Linked DNA regions of Mus musculus: all the other regions are linked to region 5. A link is a contact called in public Hi-C, HiChIP or PLAC-seq and promoter capture Hi-C data. All regions are on one chromosome and are shown on one strand. Each heading gives the region's core, a stretch centred on a gene start, on an enhancer-like site or on the middle of the called end of the contact. The rest is flanking DNA. Distances are from core to core; before and after follow the strand shown.

What was found. Promoter capture Hi-C pulls out the DNA fragments that hold promoters and counts their contacts. A called contact is a pair of places that touch in the nucleus more often than the background predicts. HiChIP or PLAC-seq counts read pairs in DNA pulled down with a chosen protein or histone mark.
Region 1: a promoter capture Hi-C map of stem cell-derived epiblast-like cells shows a contact between it and region 5, with 5 times the contacts expected there. The contact joins the promoter of Mtss2 here to the promoter of 9430091E24Rik in region 5. A contact is called at or near these places in 10 of 39 promoter capture datasets (the HPC-7 cell line, embryonic stem cells, hematopoietic stem and progenitor cells and 4 more), 1 of 15 datasets of contacts at CTCF or cohesin (CD8 T cells), 1 of 484 Hi-C or Micro-C datasets (CD8 T cells) and 3 of 9 other capture datasets (adipose tissue, embryonic stem cells and pancreatic islet).
Region 2: a contact with region 5 is called in a promoter capture Hi-C map of stem cell-derived epiblast-like cells, with 4 times the contacts expected there. The contact joins the promoter of Il34 here to the promoter of 9430091E24Rik in region 5. A contact is called at or near these places in 13 of 39 promoter capture datasets (the 3T3-L1 cell line, cranial neural crest, embryonic stem cells and 9 more), 3 of 115 datasets of contacts at active chromatin or transcription factors (bone marrow-derived macrophages, large pre-B cells and pancreatic cancer cells) and 3 of 9 other capture datasets (adipose tissue, liver and pancreatic islet).
Region 3: a promoter capture Hi-C map of the SN4741 cell line shows a contact between it and region 5, with 4 times the contacts expected there. The contact joins the promoter of Ldhd here to the promoter of 9430091E24Rik in region 5. A contact is called at or near these places in 6 of 39 promoter capture datasets (the SN4741 cell line, hippocampal neurons, liver and 2 more) and 1 of 115 datasets of contacts at active chromatin or transcription factors (pancreatic cancer cells).
Region 4: an H3K4me3 HiChIP or PLAC-seq map of embryonic stem cells shows a contact between it and region 5, with 3 times the contacts expected there. The contact joins the enhancer-like site here to the promoter of 9430091E24Rik in region 5. A contact is called at or near these places in 5 of 39 promoter capture datasets (cranial neural crest, embryonic stem cells, maxillary cranial neural crest and 1 more), 1 of 15 datasets of contacts at CTCF or cohesin (large pre-B cells), 7 of 484 Hi-C or Micro-C datasets (CD4 T cells, CD8 T cells, embryonic stem cells and 2 more), 4 of 115 datasets of contacts at active chromatin or transcription factors (bone marrow-derived macrophages, embryonic stem cells, large pre-B cells and 1 more) and 3 of 9 other capture datasets (embryonic stem cells, liver and pancreatic islet).
Region 6: a Hi-C map of CD8 T cells shows a contact between it and region 5, with 1.6 times the contacts expected there. The contact joins the enhancer-like site here to the promoter of 9430091E24Rik in region 5. A contact is called at or near these places in 12 of 484 Hi-C or Micro-C datasets (CD4 T cells, CD8 T cells, bone marrow and 8 more), 6 of 115 datasets of contacts at active chromatin or transcription factors (bone marrow-derived macrophages, effector CD8 T cells, forebrain and 3 more) and 2 of 9 other capture datasets (adipose tissue and liver).

Annotation. Positions count from the first base shown.
Region 1 is chr8:110,718,538-110,722,975 of GRCm38.p6, forward strand. Mtss2 (MTSS I-BAR domain containing 2) reads left to right here and starts at 2,939. Exons shown (of 14, transcript NM_198625.2): 1 at 2,939-3,253. The coding sequence starts at 3,185. Vac14 (Vac14 homolog (S. cerevisiae)) reads left to right here. Exons shown (of 19, transcript NM_146216.3): 19 at 1,270-1,861. The coding sequence ends at 1,432.
Region 2 is chr8:110,804,150-110,808,720 of GRCm38.p6, forward strand. It overlaps Il34 (interleukin 34), which reads right to left and starts at 1,775. Exons shown (of 7, transcript NM_001135100.2): 1 at 1,585-1,775. Gm15895 (a long non-coding RNA gene) reads left to right here and starts at 1,047. Exons shown (of 2, transcript XR_003947455.1): 1 at 1,047-1,346; 2 at 2,769-4,571.
Region 3 is chr8:111,628,872-111,633,253 of GRCm38.p6, forward strand. Ldhd (lactate dehydrogenase D) reads right to left here and starts at 1,465. Exons shown (of 11, transcript NM_027570.4): 1 at 1,368-1,465; 2 at 1,072-1,184; 3 at 735-876; 4 at 410-551; 5 at 115-274. The coding sequence starts at 1,439.
Region 4 is chr8:110,745,267-110,749,419 of GRCm38.p6, forward strand. It overlaps Il34 (interleukin 34), which reads right to left. Exons shown (of 7, transcript NM_001135100.2): 4 at 3,397-3,474; 5 at 2,977-3,138. Among named protein-coding and RNA genes, the nearest start is that of Gm15894, 8.3 kb to the right of the region's middle. Within about 2 kb of position 2,600, at least 5 of the 459 cell types and tissues checked have an H3K27ac peak or open chromatin away from gene starts, as enhancers often do.
Region 5 is chr8:111,142,821-111,146,991 of GRCm38.p6, forward strand. It overlaps 9430091E24Rik (RIKEN cDNA 9430091E24 gene), which reads right to left and starts at 2,678. Exons shown (of 3, transcript NR_040364.1): 1 at 2,584-2,678.
Region 6 is chr8:110,857,930-110,862,065 of GRCm38.p6, forward strand. Cog4 (component of oligomeric golgi complex 4) reads left to right here. Exons shown (of 19, transcript NM_133973.2): 6 at 8-113; 7 at 608-765; 8 at 1,957-2,015. Among named protein-coding and RNA genes, the nearest start is that of Cog4, 13 kb to the left of the region's middle. Within about 2 kb of position 1,957, at least 47 of the 459 cell types and tissues checked have an H3K27ac peak or open chromatin away from gene starts, as enhancers often do. A contact at or near this core is called in CD8 T cells, bone marrow-derived macrophages, granulocyte-monocyte progenitors and 3 more, where this site is marked.

The DNA.
Region 1 (4,438 bases), core at 1,689-4,188, 420 kb before region 5:
CAGTGATCAAGCCCTGGCTCAGGAGGCAGTGGCTGGAGGCCCAGGAAAACATTGGCCACAGATGCTATCTAAGATGTTTTCAGGCAGTGTGTGTTCTCCTCAAGAGAGGAAAGGAGCAGTGTGGGCCAGGGTGTGGGAGGTAGACTCAGGTTCCCAAAGCTGCATCTGGGAGTAGTTGTGCCCTGCTCCTAGCCTGAAATTCAACAGGCCACAGCAGTGCCTTCAGGCTTAAAGCCATTGGTTTTTCTCACTTGGCCAACCTCACTGGGGAAGGTGCCATCGTGGGAGCTCTAGACAGAGCAGCCAAGTGTACCAGGCCCTGGGCTGCCTGCTCGAGGAGTGGTAGAGCTGTATGTAGCTACCCATCTCATACCTGAGCTGGGGCTGGACACAGGCAAGTTTCTGTCATGTCACAGCGGGAGGGAACCTTATACTCGGGGACGTGACATGTCTCCTGTGGCAACCTCTTACAGACTAGGATGGAGGTTTGTGTGTAAGGTCAGATGTCTAGGCCAGGTCTGCTATCCTATTTCCTCTGCTTCAGTCAGCCTCTTCACCCACCCAGAGGCCCCAGGGAGTCCGCTCAGCCGAGTTGGTCACAGCCTTCATGAAACCCTTTGCCAGGGCTCTAAGCCAGTGAGGCAGAATGGAGTGTGGGGAACAGAATAAGGACAGTTAGGAATGGGACTGGACCCTGGGTGGCAAGCTAAACCCAGCTGATGAGAGGCTACAGGATTGGTCCGTCAATTGGAAGGAGTGTAGGTGGGTCAGCATGTCCTGTGGTAAGACAAGCTCTTCTCTGGGAGCAGGTAGTGATCACAGGCCTTGGGACCCAAGGCCTGCCAAGTTATAGGTCCAACAGAGAGACTTCACCGATCCCAGCTGTCTGCAGTCTCAGCCATACCACAGAGAAAAGGCTGGGCTACCGCCTCCCCCTTCTCCCCAGACCCTGTTCCAGGCCCCAGCTGCCTTCCTGGCTGGCTGCTGGCCCTGGCTCTCACCCTAAAGGGAGCCACTGGTAAACAGGAAGTGCTCCCCCATGCAACGCTCCGGGCGCCATCAACAGCCCACAGGCCGACAGACATCCAAGCAGCGGGTTGGCTGTTCCCACCAGCTGCAGGAAAGGGGGTGGACATGGGACCCTAAGCACTATGGGTCTGGCTGCTGGGAAGATGTCTTGGGCAGGGACCCACAGGTGCCCAGAGACTGAACCCCACCAGCACCTACCATGATGCAGACACTGACTCTGACTTCTGTCCATCTTCCCAGAGACTGTCTGAAAGCGGCCCCCAAGTCCCAGAAAGGTGACTCCCCCAGCATCGACTACACAGAGCTGCTGCAGCACTTTGAAAAAGTCCAGAAACAGCACCTGGAAGTAAGACACCAGCGCAGTGGGCGAGGGGATCACCTGGACCGCAGAGTTATCCTCTGATGTGCCTAGCATGGAAAAGGGCCCTAGTGGCCTAAGAAGCACTCAGGGTCTCTAAGCTGAGGCCACAAGGAGCCTAAGAACCTGCCTCCAGCAGGGCTGGACCCAACCACCAGCCAGGGTAGGGAGGGGGATGGTATTGGCTCTGTCAGCCTCAGCTCCTCCCAGCAGAGCACCTGGACCCCAGCACTGTCAGCTACACTCTGTCCTGGGACCGATGGATTCTCTCCTGAGTCGGGACTACAGCCTCAGAATCCAGAAGCAGCCTCTTTCTAATCCCTGTCTGTGAGAAGAGCTTGACCTTGGCCCCAGAGCACTGGCATGGTGTGTGTGCATATGTACATCTGTGTGGAAATGCACACAGGCCAGCACAAAGACCTCTACAGAATGATGTCCATCCCTGCCCCAATAAAGAAATCACAGAATCCTTAATCAAGTCTGCCTGCTCCTTCTCTGCTAGCACCTGTGCCAAGCCTGATGCTGCAGCTGCCCTGGGGCCTCACCTATCCTGGAAAGCCAGCTTCATTCTAAGCCCTGATTCCCATATGAATCCAGGGACCAATTCTTCCCAGGACCAGTACCTTCCTCCTGGCCTTACTCTCGATCCTTAGTCCTGCTTTCTGAGTCCCTGTGCAATGTGGATGTCCCCATAAGCAGGAATGGCACAGCAGAACACTGCAGAGCAGTGAGCAATGGGAGGAAATCAAAGATAAATGCCCCAATCTTTGACTTAGCTCAAAGAACCGCGTCTGTCACCTGGCTTTGGGTTCTGGTGAACCCTAGTTGCCTGCTGCGGCCCTTTAGTTGCCAGGAGCTTGTGCCTGCTTTCCCCTGGAGCCCTAACTATGTGTGCCCCATGAGAATAGGTTCACCTGGAGTCTCCTGGACGACAGCAGTACTTGCCCTCCCATGTGTACACGCGTGCATCCCCACACACTACACTCTGCAGGTTCAACACAGACCCTACTCACGAGGAAGTTGGGCCGGGACACCATCACTATTTCCACCCCCAATCCAGGTGACACCGGTACTACTTAGAAAAGGAACTGAAGGACATTTGTGCAGGAGGGTTGGACTTTATGGATGGTCTGTGGTGGACAGCTCCAATGCGGCCAGTTCCCGTTCCCCTCTGCACGATGCTCAGTGCTATTCATCAGGCCGGGATGCACTAAGGACTGCATCCTTGGCGGGTTTCATCTTGGTCGAGCCCAAGGCCTTGAAGGTGCAAACCCGGGTCCGCTCCCGCTGGAGGGTGGGGGGCTGGCCCGGCCCCGCCCCTGCGCCGCCCCGACCCGCGGCGGCGCCCGCTCCCGCCGGCCCCTCTTGCCGGACCAGTCTGGCAGCGCCAGAGCTCGGATTTCAAAGCCCTGGTTTCTGGCCGTGAATGGGTCCTCGCCCGCCCGGCCTTTCCCACAGCCCCCTCCTGTGCTCCCTCCCCGCGGCCCTCCCTCCGCCGCGCCCACGTGACGCCCGAGCTTCGGCGGCTCGGATTACCGCCGCCGCCGCTCCAGTGCCCGCGCCGAGGCTGCGCCGCGAACTGCCCGCGCCGCGCCCCCAGCCCCACCGAGCCATGGCCCGCGCTGCCGGCCCACGGCCCGCAACCCCGGAGCGCGGCGCGGCCGGCCGCTGAGAGCGCGGCCCCGAGGCAGGGAGCCCCGGCGCGGCCTCGGAGCAGCGCCCGCGGCGGTCCGGCCCCTCCCCTGCACGGCTCCCCGCGCCCCTTGCGCGCCCTGCCGCCGCGCGCCCGGCCCCAGCATGGAGACGGCGGAGAAGGAGTGTGGCGCCTTGGGCGGGCTCTTCCAGGCCATCGTCAACGACATGAAGGTACCCCGGGCAAGCTCCGGGCATACGGGTCTCCTCTGAGGGACGCGTGGCGGGCAGTGTGTGTGTGTGTGTGTGTGTGTGTGTGTGTGTGTGCGCGCGGGCAGTGTGTGTGTGTGTGTGTGCGGGCAGTGTGTGTGTGTGTGTGTGTGTGCGGGCAGTGTGTGTGTGTGTGTGTGTGTGTGTGTGTGTGTGTGTGTGTGTGTGTGTGTGTGTGTGTGTGTTTCATCTGAGCCTGTCCTCCTGCGCCCGCCTTGCGCCCAATGCCTGTCTGGGTCCGAAGGGTGGGAGTGAGTGCTCGCAGGTTGGGATGTCCGAGAGGTCGCCCCGTAGGATCCCGATCCAAAGCTGAGCGTCCGCAAACACTCGGTACCCCAGACCCCCAAACTATGAATTGGGTTTATCTTTAGGACCGACCTTTAAGGCCCTTTAACGGATCCAAGGTCTCTCGGGCCTCCGCCCCCTTTCACCACAGTGCCCCCCCACACACACACACACACATACCCCCGACGCCCCGAAGCCCAGACAATGCTGTCACCGCCAAAGCAGGAAAAAAATAATAAAGCAAAGAACTGTTAACTCTTGCCCCGCCAGCCTCGGGCCTCTGCATGGATGCAGCCCCACCTACACACACACACACACACACACACACACACACACACACACACCAACAGATCCAGCAAGCTCCATTACTCCAATCCTCGGGTGGGGTCCTCCCTGCAGCCCAAGGGTAGGACTGAATCCACCTTGGGGAGGAGGTAGGCTGTGTGTTGGCTAAGCAACCTGGGGAGCGCTTTCAGCAACCCCCCCTTCCTGATCACTCAAGGTCAGACTGAGCAGGCACCCTGTTCAGATGGGGAAACTGAGGCCTGCGAATGGCTCAAGGTCATAAGGAGACCATTGGATCCTGCTTCGGGACCTCAGCCATTATTATCCATCTGGTAATTTACTGAATTCTCCCTGACCCCCAGAGGCCAGTGTTTGACGAGGCTGATCCGAATTGACTAGGCAGGGAAAGCTTCAGTGGCAAGGTGGGCATCGAGTGCCAGTGTTCCTGTCCTGCACTGTACCCCTTGGTCTAGGAACACGATGGAAAACGGAAGAAACTAGGCCCTGTGCTGAGCCTCCTCACATCCTTACCCTAGGCTCGCACTTAGCAAGAACAAATCAGAATCCTGCTAGACCCTG
Region 2 (4,571 bases), core at 525-3,024, 340 kb before region 5:
GCTGCACCACATGTTTCCCCTGCAATCCACCACAGCAGCTGTGCAGTGGGGACCAGGAGAGGCACCTACAGGCTTCCTGAGGTCTCTCTCTGCTCCTCCTGAGACCTCCTAGGTCTATGCTGTGGAAGGCGGCTGAGGTGGCGTGGCGGTTTGAATATGTTCATTGAGATGGAATTTATTTTCACAGTCCTCCACGGAGGCCAAGTTGCTGGTTGCAAAAACATTCTAAGAACAACTGAACTTCACTGGGACCAAAGACATTCTGAGATGAGTTTGTGAATGTGGCCAACGCCACGTAGATTGTTAAAATAATGGTTATTGCCAGGTGTAGAGGCAGATGCAGGCAGAGTTTGAAGCTAGCCTGGTCGACATAGCAAGTTCCAGGGCAGCCAGGGCTATACAGTAAGACCCTGTTTAATTAAAAAAAAACAAAAACAAAAACCCGGGCAGTGGTGCACACCTTTAATCTCAGCACTCGGGAGGCAGAGGCAGGCAGATTTCTGAGTTCGAGGCTAGCCTGGTCTACAGAGTGAGTTCCAGGACAGCCAGGGCGACACAGAGAAACCCTGTCTCAAAAAAAAAAAAACCCAAAACAAAAACAAAAAAACCCAACAACAACAACAAAAAAAAACCCAAAACAAACAAACAAAAAGCAAAGTGTAAAAGTAGAAGCACTTCATTATAATTTCTAAAACACTGGCTCACCTATGCAATCTCTCTCTCTCTCCCTCCCCCCTCTCCGTGTGTATGTGTGTGTGTGTGTGTGTGTGTGTGTGTGTGTGTGTGTTGCAATGCAGAGGGCAGAGAATCACTTTATGTGCCATTCCTTTAGTCACTGCCCACCTTTCTTTGAGACAGGGTCTCTCATTGGCCTGGAACTAGCCAAGCAGGCTTGACTGCCCAGCCTGCAAGCCCCAAGAATCCACCTGTCCCCACCTCCCCAGCACAGGGATTACAAACATGCCACCATGCCCAGTGTTTCTTCACACACGTTCTAGAGAAAGAACTCAGGTCCTCAGCACCCTGCAAACACTTCTCTCCCTGCCCTGTGTTTTCCTTTCTTTTAAAGTTTTTTTTTTTTTTTTTAATTTGAGGCTGGCCTTGAACTTGCTAAGTAACCAAGGGTGACTAATTCTCCCACCTCCACCTCCCATGTGCTGGCATTCCAGAGTGCCTCACCATGCCAGCTAGCCTCAATTAATTTTTGACAAGGAAGTTTATACAAGTAATAATTCATGCACATGGCACAATAAGGTATAAAGAGCTAAAGCAATGTTCAGTTCCAGGAAGCCAAAAGCACTCAGAGATTGCATTTGCCAACTGACAGAACCAGGACGGAAGCACAGGTAAGTCAATTTGATAAGTTATACAGCTCTATTTTTCTCCCGCAAGGCTGCGAAATCATTGGATGAAAAAAAATTAAAAAAAAAAAAAAACCCCGCAGCAGAGTTCATACCATTTCAGAGCTTCTTAGCCAGCACCTTATCGACTGGGGCTCAAGTCTCTCTGCCTGTTAAATCGGCCCTCAGAGACTGCGACGGGGAGGGAGCAGCCTTGTGAAAGAAACCCATCCATTCTGCTTACCTGCTCACCTGCCAGGATGTGGGCTTCTACAGTCGCCGTCGCCGGAAGCTTTGAGCAGCTCAAGGCCTGGAGCAGGTGCCTTGGGGGCTGTGGCAGTAAATGCTGTGTGGGACAGGCTGTTGTGTGTTCAGCCTACAGTCTTCTCGGAGGGCGGGGGACACACGCTACAGCAGCTCAGATTTGTTTCTAGAACCGGAGCTAACAAGGGCAGGGTGGGGCGGGGCCACATGGCCCCAGCCTGTCTTGGAGTGTGGAGTAGGAGGGAGCATCAAGCACAGTCAGTCAAGGCAAGGGGACAGCCCTGAGGGTGAATATGGGGTGTCTCTAGAATCTGGGGTATCTTTAGTTTCTATGTAGATTGAACTGGTTTTTAGGGGAAAATTCCAGGTCCTCTCTTTAATACCTGGAATACCTCTTTCATTACAAAATTGAGTACAGCTGATGGGACCTAGGAGAGGTTTTTTTTGTTGTTTTTTTGGTTTGTTTGTTTGGCTTGTTAACCTGTCTACAGACAAGACCTGAGCGCAGGGAGGTAGTTTACCCAAGAACACACACAGCTGCTTACTGAGGTCTAACACCAAAGCCTGAGACAACCCTCATGGGAACCTCTGAAGACTCTGAGCCACACCTGCAGACATAGCCACTTTTGCTTTCCTGGTAATAGTGACAAGGCCCTGTGCAGCTGGGACAACATCTCTTTCTTTGCCAACCTTTTAGTATCCCAGTATAGCCCAGGCTAGCTTCAAATTAGTCTAGAGATTGACTTTATAGTGCTATGATTATAGGCTTGTGCCACCACTCTTCCCTAATTTTATGACTGTCTTTGGAGTAGTTACAGGTGGTGACTTCCATCCCCTGAAAGATCCTTCAGCTCTTCCACCTAGACATAGCAATGGTAGTGGTGGTGTTTTGAAGGCATCGTTATCAACAAGGGAGGAAGACTAGCTTTCCTCAACTTAAACACAGCCTCTCTCAGTAAAGGGCCACTCAAGGGACTCCACACAGCTTAGTCTGGGAATGCTGATCTGGACACAAGGGCTTGCCCTATTCTAAATGCTAATGAATGGTGTTGTTCAAGAAAGGCGTTCTTAATTAGATTGAGAGAACTGGATTCCCTGAACTTGCAGGAAGACAATGTGCCCACACTGGTATGCACCCAGCTAACTCTCCATCCCCCCTTGCAGTGGCTACTGGGACCACACCACAAAGGCCCTCCACAAAAGCTCTGTCAAGGCTATCCTGTCAGACAGAAGAGGTAGAGATGGGGACACAGCCACAAGATGCCACTCTTCAGAGCCTCTGGACCTGGTGTGCTGTCCTTTCTTTCCTCCAAGTGCTCAATTTATAGGCTGCTGATTCAGGATGAAGATGGCATCAGGTCTTGCAGAGCTCAGGACAGCCAACCCTCCTGTTACCACAGCCACACTCAAGTAAGTCATCAGACTCCACTGTCAACTGCTTTTCCACAGATTTCTTTGCCACATGGCCTCTTGCAGATGTTTCTCCAAGCTTCACGAGCAAAGCTGCCTTCTCTAGTTACAGCCTGGCCTACCTAAAGGCCAGAGTCCCCAGTGTGTCTCTCGGACAGCACCAGTCCCTGAAGCCCGTAGTAAATATTAGCACTTGTCCCATTCACACACGTTACTCCGGCCTTTCAAAAGGAGTCTATGAAACTCTTCCTAAACCTTATCAAAGACCAACTCTTGGGCTGGCGAGATGATGCAGCCAGTAAACGAACTTGCTGCCAAGCCTGAAAACCTGTTTGATCTGAAAGTCCCACATGGAAGAGACTATGTACATGTCTATATATGCCCACTAAGTAAAATGTAAAAACAAAACCCAACAAGGGAAATCTCAACAATTAGTCTCTCAGAAGGGGCTGTGCCTGCTGGGTGGCTCTGTGGGTTGCAAATGTGAGAGCCAGGAAAGGGCCAGAAACAGAGGCTGGCCACCTCTGGATTCCGGCAGGGTATGGTGAAGACAGCCCTTCAGCCACCTCAAGGCAGATGTTCATCTGTCTGTTTTCTAAAGCTGTAACTTCCAAACTCAACTAATGCTTGCTGTTTTGCTTTGAACAAACACTAGTCACAGCTAGTGAGGTTTAGGTCTGATTACACCAGACTCAGAAATACTCAAAAGGATCTTGGGTGGGTTACCAGGTGTCTATTCTGATACCTAGACAAGTTCTATGTTTGAGCTGGGTCAAGAGCCATGGTGACACGTTTCTATGTTTCTTCTCATTTCCCAATGTGACACATTGACTGTCAACCCTGCCTCTGCTTTTAGACTTGGGATTTCCTGGGTCCCCCCACCCCACAAGTTCCCAAGCTTTCTGACCTGAGGAAATCAGACATGGCCCTAAGTTCTTCTAGGTTCAAGGCTTCAAGACTATGCTCACGGTCCCGAGTGGGGGAATGTCAGGTTATCCACACCCTCCCCTCCAACCTAGGGATAGCATTTCCAATGCTGGCTTTTCAAGTTTCCCAAGAAACAGCTCTGCTGGCTTGTGCTGTCTTCAGTTCACTAGAACTCAGGACCCCAAATACAAAAACCAACAGCCACAGGTCTAAGTGCTCACTGAATTGCTACCATGTGCCCCACACTGAACAATCTGCTCTCCCACAGCATTTTTTGAACAAGCTTTCAAGATATTAATCTTAAGCATGCATAAACTTAAAATATACACACATATACAGTATTTCATATGTAGATGAGGGACTGGGTGACTCATGCAAACACGGCATTTCTACTTTGAATAGAAAACAGAAGCAAGGAATTAACAGATCCGGAAAGCCCGGGTGGATGAAAGAAAAAGATACCTCAGCATTTCCGGCTCTCAAGAAAGGCTGGGAGCAGCCAACATCCTGGCTATCAGCCCTCTCTCTCTCCCTGTGAGCCAGGGAACCAGGAGTTCCACCCCCAGCTCCAGCAGATGTCCTGCTAGCAATACATTTTATACAAACCCAAAACAGCAACATTCCAGGAGC
Region 3 (4,382 bases), core at 215-2,714, 480 kb after region 5:
GCCTTGCACAGGGAGAGCCAACTCCAGCTGAGCCTCCAGAGTTGCAGGGTGCTCCTGAGTGTCACTTACCGATCCAATCCAGGAGGCCCTGCAACTGGGTCAGGCAGTGCTCACCTGTAATGGCGGCCCCGGCCTGCGGTGTGAAGCAGCCTGCCGTCAGGCAGCACTACCTCCAGGTTAATCACGTTGTCCCGCATGGTTCCATAGCGCACAGCATTGGTGCCCGAGGCCCCGGTGGCTGCCATGCCACACAGAGAAGCATCTGCGCCTGGGTCTAGAGAATGAAATGCTGGAGAGGGCAACTGCAGAGGCCCTTTCCCTCTTGTGGGAAAGATGGGGCCCTGTGAAATCCCTCAGACCACGCCCCCAAGCCCTCGGTCAGGTACTCTGTGGTTAGTCCAAGGCCTACCAACAGGAAACCAAAGGCCACTGTCACGCAGGTGGGTATTGAGAGCTTTACGGGTGACTCCAGGCTCCACCACCACGGAGAAGTCTTCTGTATTCAGCTCCGTGATCTGGTCCATATGGGTCAGGTTGATGCACACTCCACCCTGGTAGCAAGGGAGTCAAAAACAGCTGCCCAACCTAGGTCTCTAGGCCCGAGGCAGCCCGCTAGAGCCCCATTTTATGGCTGAGGCCTGCAGCAACCATACCAAAGCTCTGGGATGGCAGGTGAAGAGAGCTGTAAATGTGTCCTGTATAATGGGACCAGACCCAGGGCACCCCCACTATACCTGCACAGCACAGACTCCCCCCTCAACACCGGTGCCTGTGCCAAATGGGATGATGGGAACACCTTGATTGTAGCACAGGCTTGCCACTCGGCTGACCTGGTCCACATTCTGAGGCCAAACCACAGCATCAGGAGGTTGACACCTAGAAGCAGGCAGGCCCAGAGGTTTGAAAAGGATGGAAGCTTCTCACCCTCTCTTATCCAGGAACCTGCAATGGTTTAAGGACCCAAGGACAGGGACCTCAGCAGATCAGGGCAGAGAGCACCTCTCCGTGTAAGGATGCCAGAACTCCAAACAGGTGACCAGAGAGACAGGGACCCTCAGTCCCTTCTGATACCTGTGCATCGATTCATCATGCCCGTGTTGCTCTCTGACTGCAGAAGCAGTGGACACGTGGGGGCTCCCTACAACTGCCTTCAGAGCCTCCACAAAGTCCTGGCTGAGTCCACCCTGCAGGGGAGAAAAGTGCGAGGGGGTCATCGGAAAGACAGTCGGAGGGAGCCACAGACCTGCCCTGTGGCCGGGTGGGAAGAATGAGGGGCTGGTCAACCTGCAAGGTGACGTCACTGAGCCCCGAGGACATTACGTCGGGCTCTCCACCCTCTGGGACCCCATCCACAAGTAGACTTATACCTGCGACCCCCTGGAGCAGAAACTCCTCCAGGGAGACAGCCTCTGGGTGGCCACCCGAAGGAGCATGGCCATAGCCAGACCGCAGCTAAGGGGAGAATAACTAGGCGGAGAGGAAGCCTTGCCAGCCTGCCTCTCGCTGTGCCCAATAGCTGCCCTGGGTGGAGCCTGCTTAAGGTGGAGCCGGTTTAAGGTGGCCTCTGCAGATCTGGAAAAGAAGGACAACAGCTACTTCACGTGTTACAAGTCAACTAACTGCTGCTCCCCGAAGAGCCCTCCAAACAAACATCGTGTACGGAGGCTTTCAAGTCCCACCGGGCACTCGGACTTTGTCTTCTACACTTCCAGCCTCTTCTTTGATCTCTAAGCTGCAGTTTTCCTTTCCATTCCAGAGCTCAGGCCGGCCTGCAACCTTGGCACATACACTGTGCCCTACTCCCTGAATCATCTCCTGACTCCCTGTCAGGCAGAGCCTTCCTCACCTTGCAAGCCTCAACAGCATGCCACAGAGTAGACTTGCCACCATGACCACGAAGAGGGAAACTCCAGAGGTCATTCTGGGACAGAGTGGGTAGCATAGTGCAGTGCCCAGAAAGGCCGCCTTGCAGAGGAGTGCTAAGGAAAAGCAGGGAAGGAGATTAATTCCAAGACCATCCTGTTGGTTCCAAACAACTCCCACAGCAATTCCAGAAGAGCCTTTGCTACCACCACTGAGCTAAACTACCTCCCAATGACTCTCTTCCTTCCGGTCAGGAATACAAACTCCTAATTTATTTAGTTTTTTTATCCAGCTTTATTGTGTCTGTGTGCATGATGGAGGAACATACGCGCCACAGTGCATGCGTAGAGATCAGAAAACAACTTCGTGGAGTTGGTGGTTCTCTCTTAATTCACCAACCACATTTGGATGAATATGTAAAAAGAGAAAATCATGCCAGCCAGGCCTTATGGTATGCACCTGTAAACCCACACAGAGAGTCTGAGTTAGGAGGAGGATGAGATGAAGCCAGCCTGAGCCATAACAAAAGAAAACAAAACAAGACAAAATGACAAATTTAGTTATAGGGAATGGGGTGGTGGAGAGATAGCATCAGAGTTAAGGGCACTGATTGCTCTTGCAGAGGACCCGGGTTCAATTCCTAGCACCCACATGGGATGACTCACAACCATCTGTAACTCAAATCCCAAGCAGGGAATCAAACACCCTCTTCTGGCCTCTGTGGGCCAAATACACAGGCAAAACACTCATACCTATAAACTAAAAAGAAATCCTTAAAATAGCAAATTTAGTTATAGATCTAATTGCTTTTATTTGCTCTTTTTGGATTGGGGCACCCTCCAAGACTACAGAATTGAACGAAACCCCCCAGCGGACAGTGGGTTCTCTAAAACAGGGACAACAGGAGGGGAGCTGATGGGTTGAAGTCAATCTGGCCTTCCTGGTAAGGTTAAAGCAGATGGGACACTCTGTCGATGTCGTGGTACACACAGCTCCAGTGTCACGGACTGAGCACTGTTACGTTTTGTTCTTATGAAACATCCCACACACTTCCCACTACCACCCTCCTTCTCAGGGATTCTCTCCTTACAATGACTCAGACTGGAATTTATAGTTTCTGGGAACCTTAGCCTGATGGGATCCTACATGTTTCCTTACAGTTTTGTTCGGATTGTGTGGCATTGAGCGCAAGTGACTCCATTTTGACTTGTGTATGAGTTTCTTTTCTCATACTGTGACAGAAAGAAGAAAAGAAAAGAAAAGAAAAGAAAAGAAAAGAAAAGAAAAGAAAAGAAAAGGGAGGGGAGGGGAAGGAGGGAGGGGGAAAGGGGGAAGGGAAGGGAAGGGAAAAGAGAAGAGAAGGGAGGAGAGGAGAGGGGAGGGGAGGGGAGGGGAAAGAGAGGAGAGGAAGAGAAGAGAAGAGAGGGGAGGGGGGAGGGGAGGGGAGGAGAAGAGAAGAGAAGAGAAGAGAAGAGAAGAGAAGAGAAGAGAAGAGAAGAGAAGAGAAGAGAAGAGAAGAGAAGAGAGAAGCTCTGCCGGGCGTGGTGGCGCACGCCTTTGATCCGAGCACTTGGGAGACAGAGGCAGGTGGATTTCTGAGTTCAAGGCCAGCCTGGTCTACAGAGTGAGTTCCAGGACAGCCAGGGCTATACAGAGAAACCCTGTCTCGAAAAAACAAACAAACAAACAAACAAAAAAAAAGCTCCCCACCTGACTGATAGCAGGCTTTTCCTTTTCCCATTATGAGATTTCCAGGGAAATTCCAGTTTCTTGTGGTCCATCATCAGGGACGTGTGGAGATCCAGAGGCCATGAGGAGGGAAACTCGAAGAGGTTCTTCCAGGGCACCGCACACTGTAACAACCCAGCCTACTCGAATTCTCTGATAGGCAGAGGTAGAGGCACAGATCGCCCTTTAGGACATCTTCATCCCTGCCAGGATGGCTCCATTCTCACTGTACTGGCTAGTTTTGTGTCAACTTGACACAGCTGGAGTTATCACAGAGAAAGGAGCTTTAGTTGAGGAAATGCCTCCATGAGATCCAACTGTAAGGCATTTTCTCAATTAGTGATCAAGGGGGAGGGCCCCTTATGGGTGGGACCATCTCTGGGCTGGTAGTCTTGGGTTCTATAAGACAGCAAGTTGAGCAAGCCAGAGGAAGCAAGCCAGTAAAGAACATCCCTCCATGGCCTCTGCATCAGCTCCTGCTTTCTGACCTGCTTGAGTTCCAGTCCTGACTTCCTTTGGTGATGAACAGCAGTGTGGAAGTATAAGCCAAATAAACCCTTTCCTCCCCAACTTGCTTCTTGGTCATGATGTTTGTGCAGGAATAGAAACCCTGACTAAGACACTCACTCTTTGTTTTTATACCTCAGTTCTGAGACATATTATGCCTGTGCCTGAAACAAGTGTCACAAGTAGAATATCAACAGAGATCAAAGTCCAGAGACAGACAGTTACTCAATGTCAGGTAGCTGAGGATACGAGCCATCGCTCCTCTCTTGGCTTTCGTTACTCTA
Region 4 (4,153 bases), core at 1,350-3,849, 400 kb before region 5:
TGTGCCATGTGTGTACGTGTGTGTCACATGTGTGTACATGTGTGTGTGCCATGTACATGTGTGTGTGCCGTGTGTGTACATGTGTGTGTCACATGTGTGTACGTGTGTGTGCCGTGTACATGTGTGTGTGCCGTGTACATGTGTGTGTGCCGTGTGTGTACATGTGTGTGTCACATGTGTGTACATGTGTGTGTGCCGTGTGTGTGTGTGTGTGCCATGTGTGTGCCGTGTACATGTGAGTGCCCATGGCGGCCAATAGAGGCTGCTGGATTTCCTGAAGCTTCAGTTGTAAACCAGCTGACATGGGCATCCTCTGCAAGAGCAGCAAGTGCTCTTGACCACTGAGCCATCGTCCCAGGCCCAGTTTCTTAAGAAAACAATGGAGGCAAGTTGGGGTGAGGATGTGAGACTAGAATAACGCAGAGGCCAGAAGCCGGATGTCTTCCGATAGATAGAGGAGATAGGATAAATTCATTGAATCCTTGTTTTACAGCTGGATACGATGTAGGCTTACAGCCGGGCATGGTGGCGCACGCCTTTAATCCCAGCACTTGGGAGGCAGAGGCAGGTGGATTTCTGAGTTCGAGGCCAGCCTGGTCTACAAAGTGAGTTCCAGGACAGCCAGGGCTATACAAAGAAACCCTGTCTCGAAAAACCAAAAAATAAAAATAAAAAAAAATTTTTAAAAAGAGATGTAGGCTACAAGTGATGACCTAAAAGCTCAGGAGTGAAACAGCTTGTTCAAGGTTATACTGTTGGAAAAAAAAAAACAGGGCCTGGCCTCTGAGGTCACACTATCATAAGTGGAATCCATCTTCAAAGCTACCGTCACAGACCACTAACAGTAAGGAAGCAGGAAGATTAAAGGCTGCTGCAAGCCAGGTGGTGATGGGGCCTACCTTTAATCCCAGCACTCAGGAGGCAGAGACAGACAGATCTCTGTGAGCTCAAGGTTGGGGGGGTGGGGCCGCTGGAGAGATGGCTCAGTGGTTAAGAGCACTGACTGCTTTTCCCGAGGTCCTGAATTCAATTCCCAGCAAACACATGGTGACTCACAACCATCAATAATGGGAGCCAATGTCCTCTTCTGGTGTGTCTGAAGACAGCTACAGTGTGTACTCATACACATTAAAAAAAAAAATCTGGCTGCAGAGTTGGGGTATATCTCAGTGGTAGAGGGAGTACCCAGTATACTGGCTAAGCTTTCAGCAGCCAGGAGGGGAAGGAAAAGGGACCAGACCCAACTACATCTGAGTAATATAACCATCGCTATGTACAGTGCCTCAGTCAGAGAGCCCAGGACCAGAATCAGAGGGCGGAGGCCTCACACTCTCCTGCCCAACCTCACACACATTAGCTTCTCGGTGTCTGTTCGATGGGTAAAACAAAGGCAGAAAAGGTCTCTTCCTCAAGCCAAGCCAGCTTGCCCAGGACACCCATCTTGCTCACAAGCACAAAAGGGCAAATCCGTGCGACCCTCTTAGCAGGAACTGGGAGAACCATCCCAGGAGAAGTTCCAGACAGCTGCAAAAACAGTCGCCTGTCCCAAACCTTTCATCATCAGAAGCTCCCAGCTGGTGTCAAATGATCTGGCCCATGGGCTGGGGAGGCCAGGCAGCTGGCTGAGCAGGGTCACAAGTACGTGTCCCGGCAGGTGTACACCAACGGCCTGAGGAGGTAGGGACATGTCTGTCAGGTTACAACTCGGGAGGTTTTCGGTTGGATGATCAGATGGCTTCGAGGGCTGCTTCTGAGACAGGCTCCCACTATGTAACCCAGATTGGCCTTGAACCTAACATCTCCCCCACCTCAAGCCTCCAGAGTGCTGGGTTACAGTCATGCCACACACTATCTCCTTTCCTTCCCATGCTTGTTCTAAACTCAAGTCATAGTCATTATGGCTCGCCCTCCACGCTCCACGGGCTTTTGATAAAAGCAGAGTGTCCACTGTCACCGAGTTACACAGAACAGTTTCAATACTCTGAAAGTTCCTGTCAGTCCACCTTGTAACTGAACCTTTGGCTACTTTGTGGGTTCTTTTTTTCTTCCACCCTTCTCCACCCCCTAACACTAAATAGTAGAGAAAAAAGCATAGAGGGGAAAGGGGGCGATGTTATCATTAGACTACTTCCTGCTGATTAGGGGTGTCAAGTTCTTGGGGCATGTTTGATCTTCACCCACCATCAGAATATCTAATTTCTTCTTCTCATCTCAACAAACTGTGTAACAAACGACATCTAACCACCAGCTGTCCAAAACAACCCCTTCTATCTATCTATCCATCCATCCAAACATCACACACTCGCAGAAACTATCTGCAGCTGACAAAACCATGCCTCTGCTAGAGCACGAGGCAAATCAGAGTCAGCTGCTGTGGACAATCTGAAGCAGCCCCATATCCCACACCTGGGATTAAAATGCAGACACATTCTTACAATATTTCTGTGTCTTTAAAGAACAAAAAAATTTCACTATCTTCTGCCTTCTTCCTTCTCCCCTTTCTAGAGGAGCCTCATTTTTTCAGATACAAATATGAAATTAGAGGATTCCCTGGCTTGTCTAAGACTCAGGACACAAGAGGCAAAGCCTGTTCTACACAGCAAGTTTCAGGCCAGGCGGGGTTTCAGAATGAAACTCTCTCAAACAAGCAAATAAATAATGCTGTCTTATGAAGATGGCATGCCCGGTGCACCCATGAGTACACTGGTTACCTCACAACACCTGTACAAGGTCTAGCCAGCGTGGGTAGTGAACAGTGGGCAGAAGTAATTGGACTCAATGGGTTATAAAATTAAAAACAACAATAATAAAAAAAATTTTTTTAAGAGGGGCGCTCAGGTAAGCTTGAAACAAGGTCCCAAATCCTCTCTGTCCCCATCCCTCGTGTGTCTCACATGCTCAGCGCATGGCAGAACTCTCCCTTCTTAGCCCTTTGCCAGCATCGGCCAAACCCACACGCGCATGCGCACAGCTCACCATGAGGCTCCGCTGTACGTTCTCCAGCAATGTCTGAACCTCCTGTAGATACTTCCAGGACGGGTGGCCCTCGAGAAGTACATCCATCACAGACTCAGTGGCATTGAGACTCACCAAGACCCACAGGTACCGAAGCTCTCGCTCACTCACGTGAGCCTTCTGCTGCAGGGACAGGAGACATCAGTGACGCACAAGCGTAGGCCTCTGGGCACTGACCACTCCCCTACCCCCATGCATTTGCCACTGCCTGGGACCCATCACAGTCACCCACGGCTGCCAGCAGACAACCTTGGGCCTAGGTTAGTGGCAGGCTTTGCTTGAGTGGCTAGGGAAAGGCCAATGGGACAACCTGCCAAGACCCACAAGCTTCTAAGTGACTTGTGGCAGGCAGCGGCTCCCCACCCCGGGAAGGGTCCTCACCAGCCTTGTGATGTTGGCCACTCTGAGTACCCCCTCATAAGGCACAGCAATCCTGTAGTTGATGGGGAAGTAATGTTTCTGAAGAGGAACAAGAACAAACCATAAGCTATGAGGCAGAAACTGTTTAGACGGGACCCCCAAGAGAGGAACGCAGCCTAGCAGCGTTGACAACAGACAGGTCCTCTACTGAGAGGTCAGATCTGGACAACTGGGCTAAAAGACAGCTCTCTTTTCCCCTCGGACAAAGGAGGTGGGGGTGGGGGGTGTGAGATCAGATACACAAGTCCTGTAAGGGCTGAAGTTTCAGGCCCAGGGGAGGAACCCAGGATTTTCAGGAGACATGGTACTTTGGAAGTGAAAAATATGGTTCATCTGACACTTACAAAGGTAACCTTCGCACAGCCTGTGAACATACTACACATCAGTGAGTCTAGAATCTGACACCTTATTATTTATTGTTATTATTAATAGTGTGGACATGACTCTCAGCACTGATGTGGAGGTCAAAGATTAACTTTCAGGAGTTGGTTCTCTCCTTCCGCCTTGATGTGGGTTCTGGGAATTGGACTCAGGCCATCAGTCCTGGGTACCAGGTGTGCCTTTTACTCAGAGCCGTCCCACCAGCCCCATGGGGTTCGCTCTCAGTTAGTGGGTTGTATGGTATGAGTTACTTCTCAATGGAGATAGTCTCAGAGATAGTCCTATAGAGCTGGGCCTGTGCTTGCAACCCTAGCACGGGGAGGCAGACGCTCTCCAG
Region 5 (4,171 bases), core at 1,428-3,927:
AGATCTGGTGCCCTTTTCTGGCATATAGACATACAAGCAGGCAGAGTGCAGCACACATAATAAATCTTAAAAAAATAAAATAAAAAAGTTAATAAGACAGCTCAAGGTTGTAGGAAGAAACACCAGCAAGTTATGGCCAGCAGTGAAGGGAACAGTCAATACCCACAAAGCCAGAGTCAGTGATGACTGAGAGGAGCCTTGAGACCCCCAATGTCTGAAGAGTGCATGCTCATCTCTCTGGCTGGGTGAATGGGACGTGTGACAGAATGCGGGCCCTGCATTGGCTTGACCCACTATAGTCAAGAGAACCAAACCAATTTGGAGAGATCTTATCTGTTATCAGTTTCTACCACTGCCCTATAAAAACCCTGGATAAGGAAATTCAGCCACCTTCTCTTGGAAACCCTTCTCTGACTCTGGAGAGTTACTCCCGTTTTCATGTCTCACTTTTCCTCAGTCGCTGTAATAATTAAAGTCTGTTTTTGGTTTTTTTGGGTTTTTTTGCTTGTTCCCACTAGAGGTCTTGTCTCCTAGTTTTCACTGGCATGAGACAACAAACTCCAGAGCCATTGGCCCAGGTTGATCTTTGAAGACCATGAATGTCCTGGCATCTTGGTCATGTACAGCTGGTGATGAAAGGACCAGTTACTCCAGAGAACCCATCATCTTCAGTCAGTCATCATTAGCATAGTCATTATCTGTTTCTACGCTATGCAGCCCTTTCAAAGAAAACTAGACGAGAAAAGATAATACAACCGTGGGAAAGAACGCTAAGACTCACCCCTTAGCAGGAAGACATGGCAGAAGAAACAGCAACAGATGAGTTTCAGGAGGAAATAAACCATGTCAAAAGCCCAGCCTGACAGACTGTTGGTTTAGTGTTCATCTTGACCTACAACAGTGACTAGGTGAGAGCAGAAGGGATTAAACCAAATAGCAAGAAGCAAAGGGAGGCTCTGGAGTCTTCTCCAGCAGGCTGAATGTCAAAGCCAAAGAAACCTCAACAGCAACGAGGGTAATCACGCCAGTGACACCGGAGATGCAGAAGATAAAAGGCAGTAAGCTTAAAGCAATGGACACCCTTTAAAAAGTCCTTGAGAGTAACTGTAAAACTCTCAGTTAAAACAACTTCTGCCAAACAACCCAGGCTGTTTCTGTTGGGCTCCTCTTAAATCAACCCCAGCAAAGGGGCAGCACTGAAGTGACTCCAGAGTTTCTTCTGTTTGGCTTTAACCACAGATGGGTTGCTGGTCAAAAAGACAGGTGGACGGCCACACTCCCCCACACAACAGAACCCCACAGGACACTTGCTTACCAACCGAAGGCCTGTGTGGTGACTCTCTGCCTTCCAGGTAAACCAGGGTTACTAGTGAGACTCTATGTTAAAATGGATGGATGGATGAACGAATGGGGAAGGAAGGACAGAACCTGCTGGACATTGTGACCCAACTGGTCCAGACTGCAGATTTTCCTTTTATTTATTTACTGTATATGAGTACACTGTTTTCATGCACACCGTTAAGAGGGTATCCCATTACAGATGGCTGTGAGCCACCATGTGGTTGCTGGGAATTGAACTCAGAACCTCTGGAAGTGCTCTTAATCACTGAGTCATCTCTCCAGCCCGACTGCAGATTTTTATTTTTTCAACAGGTGCATTAGGAGGTATCAAGAGAGTTTCAGAGCCGGGCGTGGTGGCGCACGCCTTTAATCCTAGCACTTGGGAGACAGAGGCAGGCGGATTTTTGAGTTCAAGGCCAGCCTGGTCTACAAAGTGAGTTCCAGGACAGCCAGGGCTGTACAGAGAAACCCTGTCTCAAAAAACCAAAAAAAAAGAAAAAAAAAGAAAAAAAAAAGAGAGCTTCAGAGAGTTGGGCCCACAAAAATGGCTAGCGGGTAAAAGTCAAAAAACCTGGGTACTTGACTGATCGGCTAGGAACGATCCCTGGATTCATCTGGAGGAGAGAAACGCATCCCCAATTTCTCTACTGACCTCTACCTTACACACAAACAAAGCCAGTAAATATTAAAAATATGAAGTTAGTTTTTTAAAGTGATGCAAATCCCTGTGGCTTTCAAAGTTGACCTCTGGCCTTGCTCCCTGCCAGCGGCCCTCGCCCACCCACGGACATCATGCAAAGTAGGCTTGGAGACCGTGGATCACACACAACTGTCACCCACCGGAAACCCCACGGCCCTGACTAGGTCTCTGACAGGAGTCGGTGAAGCACAGCCGAGCCGCACATTACAAGGTGGGAAACTATTCCACCTGCAGAGACGCGGGGCCACCTCTGGCCGTGACAGCAGTGCGCGCGCGCCCGCCCGAGCCGCAGCCCGCCCCGAGGCCCGGTCGGCCGCCCTGGGAGAGCCGGCGCGCAGTCCCGGGGCGGCCGGCGCGGCTCCCCGAGGCCCGCACAGCTCCACTGGCTCAATCCCGGCGCCCGACCGGTGGCACCGCCTCAGAGACCCGGAGGGACGGCCGGGAGCCGGAGCCCAAAGCTCGGACGCCAGGGGCGTGCGGGGCGCAAGAGTTCGCGGGACCAGAAGGCCGCCCGGACCCGCGGGTCCCAGCCGGCTTCCTACCTCAGGGGCCCGCATCTCGCGGGCAGCGCGCTCAGCAACGCCCGGCGGAAGTGAAGGGCAGCCCAGCCGCTGAAGAGGGTCTGCGCCGGCCGGAAAGGGGGCCAGGGCATGGGGACGGGGCGGGACGCGGAGCGCAGAGTTCCGGGACCGCGGGGGCCTGCGACCTTCCGCGCTTTACGGCCCGCGGCAAGGGTAAGGCGGGCGCGCGCGCCGACGCGCCGTGACGTCACCGCGGCGGGCCGGCCCGCACGTGCGCTTGTTTGGGTCTCGCCAGGCCCCGCCCCTCCCGCTCCGCCTCCGCCTGGATGACGGCGAGTGTGCAGGGAGCGGCCACCGCCCTCCGTCCCCGCTCCGGGTCTCCCGCCGGCCTCCGTGTGTCGGCAGTTCGGGTGATCGTCTGCCGCCAGGCCTGAGCTCCGATCCTGCGCGAGGGGTCCGCAGCCCAGAACCCGTGGCCGCCTCCGCCTCCGCCTCTGCCTGGATGGCGACGAGAGTGAGGAGAGCCGCCACCGGCCTCAGGCCGGCCTCCGTGTGTGCCTAGAGCCCGGGCATCGGATCCGGGCCAGAGCCTCGACCCAGTGTGGGCAGTTAGGGTGACCGTCTGCCGCCAGGCAAAATGGAATACTTTTATGTGTAGCTGTCTGGTCAGCTTGTGTCAGCAAGTCTGTGTCTAACATACATGCAGTGCCCGAGAAGGCCAAGAATGTCACATCCCCTAGAACCAGAGTTAGACATGATTGTTAGAAGCCATGTGGGTGCTAGGAATCACATGTGTGTCTTTGGGAAGAATAGTCAATAAGTCCTCTTAATCACTGATCCATTTTCCAGCCCCAAAAATAATGTTTTAAGTAAAAGAAATATAGTAGTCCCAACCCCTCCGGGGCTGAGATAGGCGGCTGGCTTGAGCCCATTTGTTTAACCTGGACAACATAAAAATAAACATAAAAGGACACACACAGATATTTCCAGGCTTTGTAAAATGTTCTAAAACTACATTATTGTGATGGTTGTTTAATTCATAAGTTTACAAATTATGGGCTTAAAATGACTGGAGTCCTGGGGTTGGTTCCCAGCACTGCCCACACCCAGCGTGATGTCACTCACAGAGGTGCAGGCAGCAGGATCTCAGACTGTGGGCATTTCCTTTGGCAAATCTCTGTCTCCAAAAATATTTACAATTCATAACAATTATGAACTAACATTGAAAATTAATTTTTGGTTGGGGGTCACTACAAGTTGAGGAACTGTAGTAAAGGGTCACAGCGTTAGGAAGGTTGAGACCCGCGCTCTACATTATCCTTGGCTATGTAGGGAGTTAGGGGTTAGCCTGAGCTAAGTGAGACCCTTTTTGGTTTGTTTTCTTTTTTTGAGACAGTTTCTCTGTGTGGCCCTATTACTCCCTCTGTATTCCATGTTGGCCTTGAGCTCAGAGAGCTGTCTGTTTCTGGCCCCTGAGTGCTAGCATTAAAGGCATGTGTCACCACCTCAGGGTAGACCCTGTCTTTGAGTGAAAAGATAAGGGAATATATGGGGGCCAGGATAGAACATTAGATTCATGTCAAAAAATCAAGGAACCAAAGCCAGCTGT
Region 6 (4,136 bases), core at 707-3,206, 290 kb before region 5:
CTTCCAGGTCGCCAGTAAGGCTGAGGAGAATCTGTTGTTGGTGCTGGGCTCAGACATGAGTGATCGGAGAGCTGCGGTCATCTTTGCGGATACTCTCACACTCCTGTTTGAAGGTGAGCCTCTTTCTGTATTCTAGGGAGACCAGCGACATTTTCTTCTGACATATGCATCCTACCCTTTCACCCTACTCAGGTGTGTTTGATGCAATCCTGTAGTTTTTAGGTGTTGACTCATTGAATAATCGATTTCCAGATTAGTATCTGATTAGCAAGATTGGAGTCTCTCCAGTATTTTGAGACCTCAAGACCCTAAAAAAAAAAATAATAAATTTAATCTAAAATATGTTACAAGGCAGATGATCTATTTCAGTGATTCCTCAAGAGAAAACGACTTCACTGTGACTTTTCAAGCGCCCTTTTACTAGCCCATCACTGTTGATAGGTATCAAATGTTGATGACAACAGCTAGCATCAACTAGAACTCTGTTTCAGATCGTGAACTAAATCCTTTGCAGGGGGTTAGTGAGACCTAGGTTAATCTTTGATGGGGGAAAGGAATTTATTTTATGGAAAAAAACATGTGAAGTCCAGCTCTCACTTCCTCCTAGGGATCGCCCGAATTGTGGAAACTCACCAACCCATCGTGGAGACTTACTATGGACCAGGGCGACTCTTTACCCTGATCAAATATCTTCAAGTAGAATGTGACACACAGGTGGAGAAGGTCGTAAACAAGTTCATCAAGCAAAGGGACTACCACCAGCAGGTGAGCCGGGGAGCAGCCGTGGTCGGGGCACTCGGTAGAGGACGTTAGGAGAAATGAAGATGAATGAAAGAATCGATGGATGGGTGGGTGGGTGGATGGACCCACTGCCTAGAGGAGAAGGACAGATGCTGAAGGTAGAGTGGCCTTCACTTTGCCTAATGCTTAGTGCCTTAACACAACAGAAACAGAGGACCAGATTCTCTATCATTGAACGTTCAGCAGTGCCCTCTGCATGCTATTGAGTATCAAGTATTAATAATTTGTTTTTAATTTCACTTTAGTTTTTATGGCTCTCTTTTTCAGAACTAATTTTCCATTCCCATAAGCTCAGGAAATAAAAGTAGCACACAGAAGTAGGAATGGCCAGCAGAGTGGTGCATAACTATAATCTCAGCCCTGGGGAAGCTGAAGCAACGGGATCACCATTATTTTGAGGTCAGCCTGGACTGCATAAGGAAATCCAGGCCAACCTGAGTTCCATAGCCACTGTCTATTGGTTCATATCTATAAGCAGAACCCCAGACTGTGAGACCAGACAGCAGTCCATGAGAATGTCCTTAGCATTACTTTTTTTAATACTTGCTGTTCTTTATTCAGTCTTTAAGAATGGTTTGACTTATGTATGTGCAGCATGTATAGGCCTAGTGCATGGGGGCAGGAAAGGCACTGGGTCCTTTGCAAGGAGAGGGACAGATGGTTGTTTGCTACCACATGGGTTCTGGAACCAAATTCTAGTCCTCTGCAAGAGTAGCAAGTACTCTTAACCACTACGTTATCTCACCAGCCCTACCATTCATTACTTTTAAATAAAATGACAGCGGCTGGAAAGTTGGCTTAGCAGTTAAGAGAATTTGCTTCTCTTCTAGAAGACCGACCTGAGTTTGATTCCAAGCACTCCCTTGGCAGCTAACAACCGTCTGTGACTTCCAATTCCAGAGGATTGGAAGCCCTCTTTGGCCTCCACAGGCAGAGCATACCTGGTATGCATACATACATACATACATTTAGGCAAAACATCCATACATAAAGTAAAAAATAAGTAAATATATAACAGAAATGAAAGCAACAGCCAAAAGCAACTCTTGCTTGAAAGAAAAGTGAGCCTCATTAGCAACCTGAAGCTTATCACTGTAGGCTGGAACGGCCAGTGGGGGGCAGAGGTGCTCTTCTGATTTCTGTGGTGTTTTTCAGTTTCGGCTCGTCCAGAGTAATTTGATGAGAAATTCTGCAACAGAAAAAATTGAACCAAGGTAATAATAATCCTTCAGCTTGTAAGAATTTCAGTTACTAGTTACATCTAGTTTAGAGACTACTTCTGTTAAAATGTAGGGGATTTTGGTTTGGGGTTTTTTTAGTTGGTTGGTTTGGTTTCGGTTTTGGTTTGGGGACAAGGTCTTTTTATGTGCTGTCCTGGAACTCTCTATGTATATCCAGCTAACCTCAAACTTACAGAGATCCTCCTGCCTCTCCTTTCAAGTGCTAGGATTAAAGGCCTGTACCACCATGCATGGAGTAATTTTATTTTTAAAATAAAATACAGTAAGTTGTTGACAACTCTGTAGCCCAGGCTAGTCTCAGACTCATAACAAGCCACGTGTCTCAGTCTTCTAAGTACTGAGATTACAGGCATGAGCCACCAATTTCCAACTCTATCAATTTCTCCTAGAGAAGACACTGTATAAAAATATGTCTAGTTAATAAGGAGTAATAGATCACTGGATGAGGATATCTCAGTTGGTAAGAATCCTTACCTAATAGACGTAAGTACCCTATACCCTAACACACACGTGGTACCCCATAAAAAGAGACATGACGGCTCATGCCTATAGTACCTTAGAAGGTAAAGGCAGGAGGATCAGCTGTTTAAGGTCATAATCATCGACCTAGATTTCAAGGCTAGTGTGTACTACATGAGACCCATTTTAAAAAGTTAGGTGCTAGTTGTGGTTTCTTCTTAGAAGACCCTAGCTTGTGTTAAGTTGTCAGAAAAACTCACCAGCATAGTTATGATAGTTGACACATTTATAATGTTAATTGTACATTGTTATAAGTGTTTAACAAATATTAAACCACTTCAAGGTATGTTAACCTCTACACTACTGGCATTTTGGCTAGATAGCTTTTTTCCCCAGGAACTGTCCTATATACTATGAAAAAAAAAATCATTACTCCTGTCTATCCACTGTAATACCCTGGGAGAGCAAAATCATTGGTAAATCATTGGTAATTTGTAACTTATTTTCAGAAGAACAAACTAAAGCCTAGAAATGCTAAATGGCTTTATCAAGATAATAAAGCTAGAAAATGGCAGAGCCAGAAATAGAATCCAAGCATGTTCTGAACACTGCTGTGGACCACTGAGGTGAATCTGAATTACAGGGTAGGAGAGAACATGTAATGAGATATAGTCAGATATGGGCAATGTCCAGGGCTCTTCCTGAGGATAAATGGCCACAGGTCTGAGACTTGAAGGGTGAATTGGAGTATAAGAGTGTCCCAGACAGCATAAGGAAAGTATGTCCTAAGCACTTGAGAGAGCCTGAAATAATGTGACTATGAGGGGCCACTATAGAGGGATTCTCAGGTCAGTATCAGTAACTGTGGAAACTATGACCAGACACATGTTTTGACCAATTCCCTTTAGCAAGTAAAGGGAGTTTGTATATATAATGTAAGATGAGGGTCAACTTCATTCTTGTTCATGTGGATATCAGTGCTTCTAGCACAACATCCCCCCTATTCAGTTGTCTTAGTAGTTCCATTAAAAATCATTTGTGGAAAAAAAAAATCATTTGTGCAGGACTATATGAGTTGGAGACCAGCCTGGTGAATGGAGTGAAATCTAGGCCAGCCAAGGCTACATAAAGAGACCCTGTCTCTCTTTTTTTTTTTTTTTTTTTTTTTTTTTTTTTTTTTTTTCTGTTTTTTTTTCAAGACAGGGTTTCTCTGTATAGCCCTGGTTGTCCTAGAACTCACTTTGTAGACCAGGCTGGCCTCGAACTCAGAAATCCGCCTGCCTCTGCCTCCAGAGTGGAGTGCTGGGATTAATGGCGTGTGCCACCACGCCCAGTGAGACGCTGCCTTTTAAAGAGCTGGCCACACACCTTAATTCCCAGCACTCAGGAAGCAGAGGCAGGCAGATCACTATGAGTTCAAGGTCAGGCTAGCCTGATCTACAAATCAAGTCCGGAACAGCCAGGCTCTGTTACACAGAGAAACCCTGTCTGGGGATGGGAAGAGCTGGGTAGTGGTGGTGCACACCTTTAATCCCAGCACTCAGGAGGCAGAGGCAGGCGGATTTCTGAGTTCCAGGCCATCCTGGTCTACAGAGCTAGTTCCAGAATAGCTATGGCTACATAGTAAACCCTGTC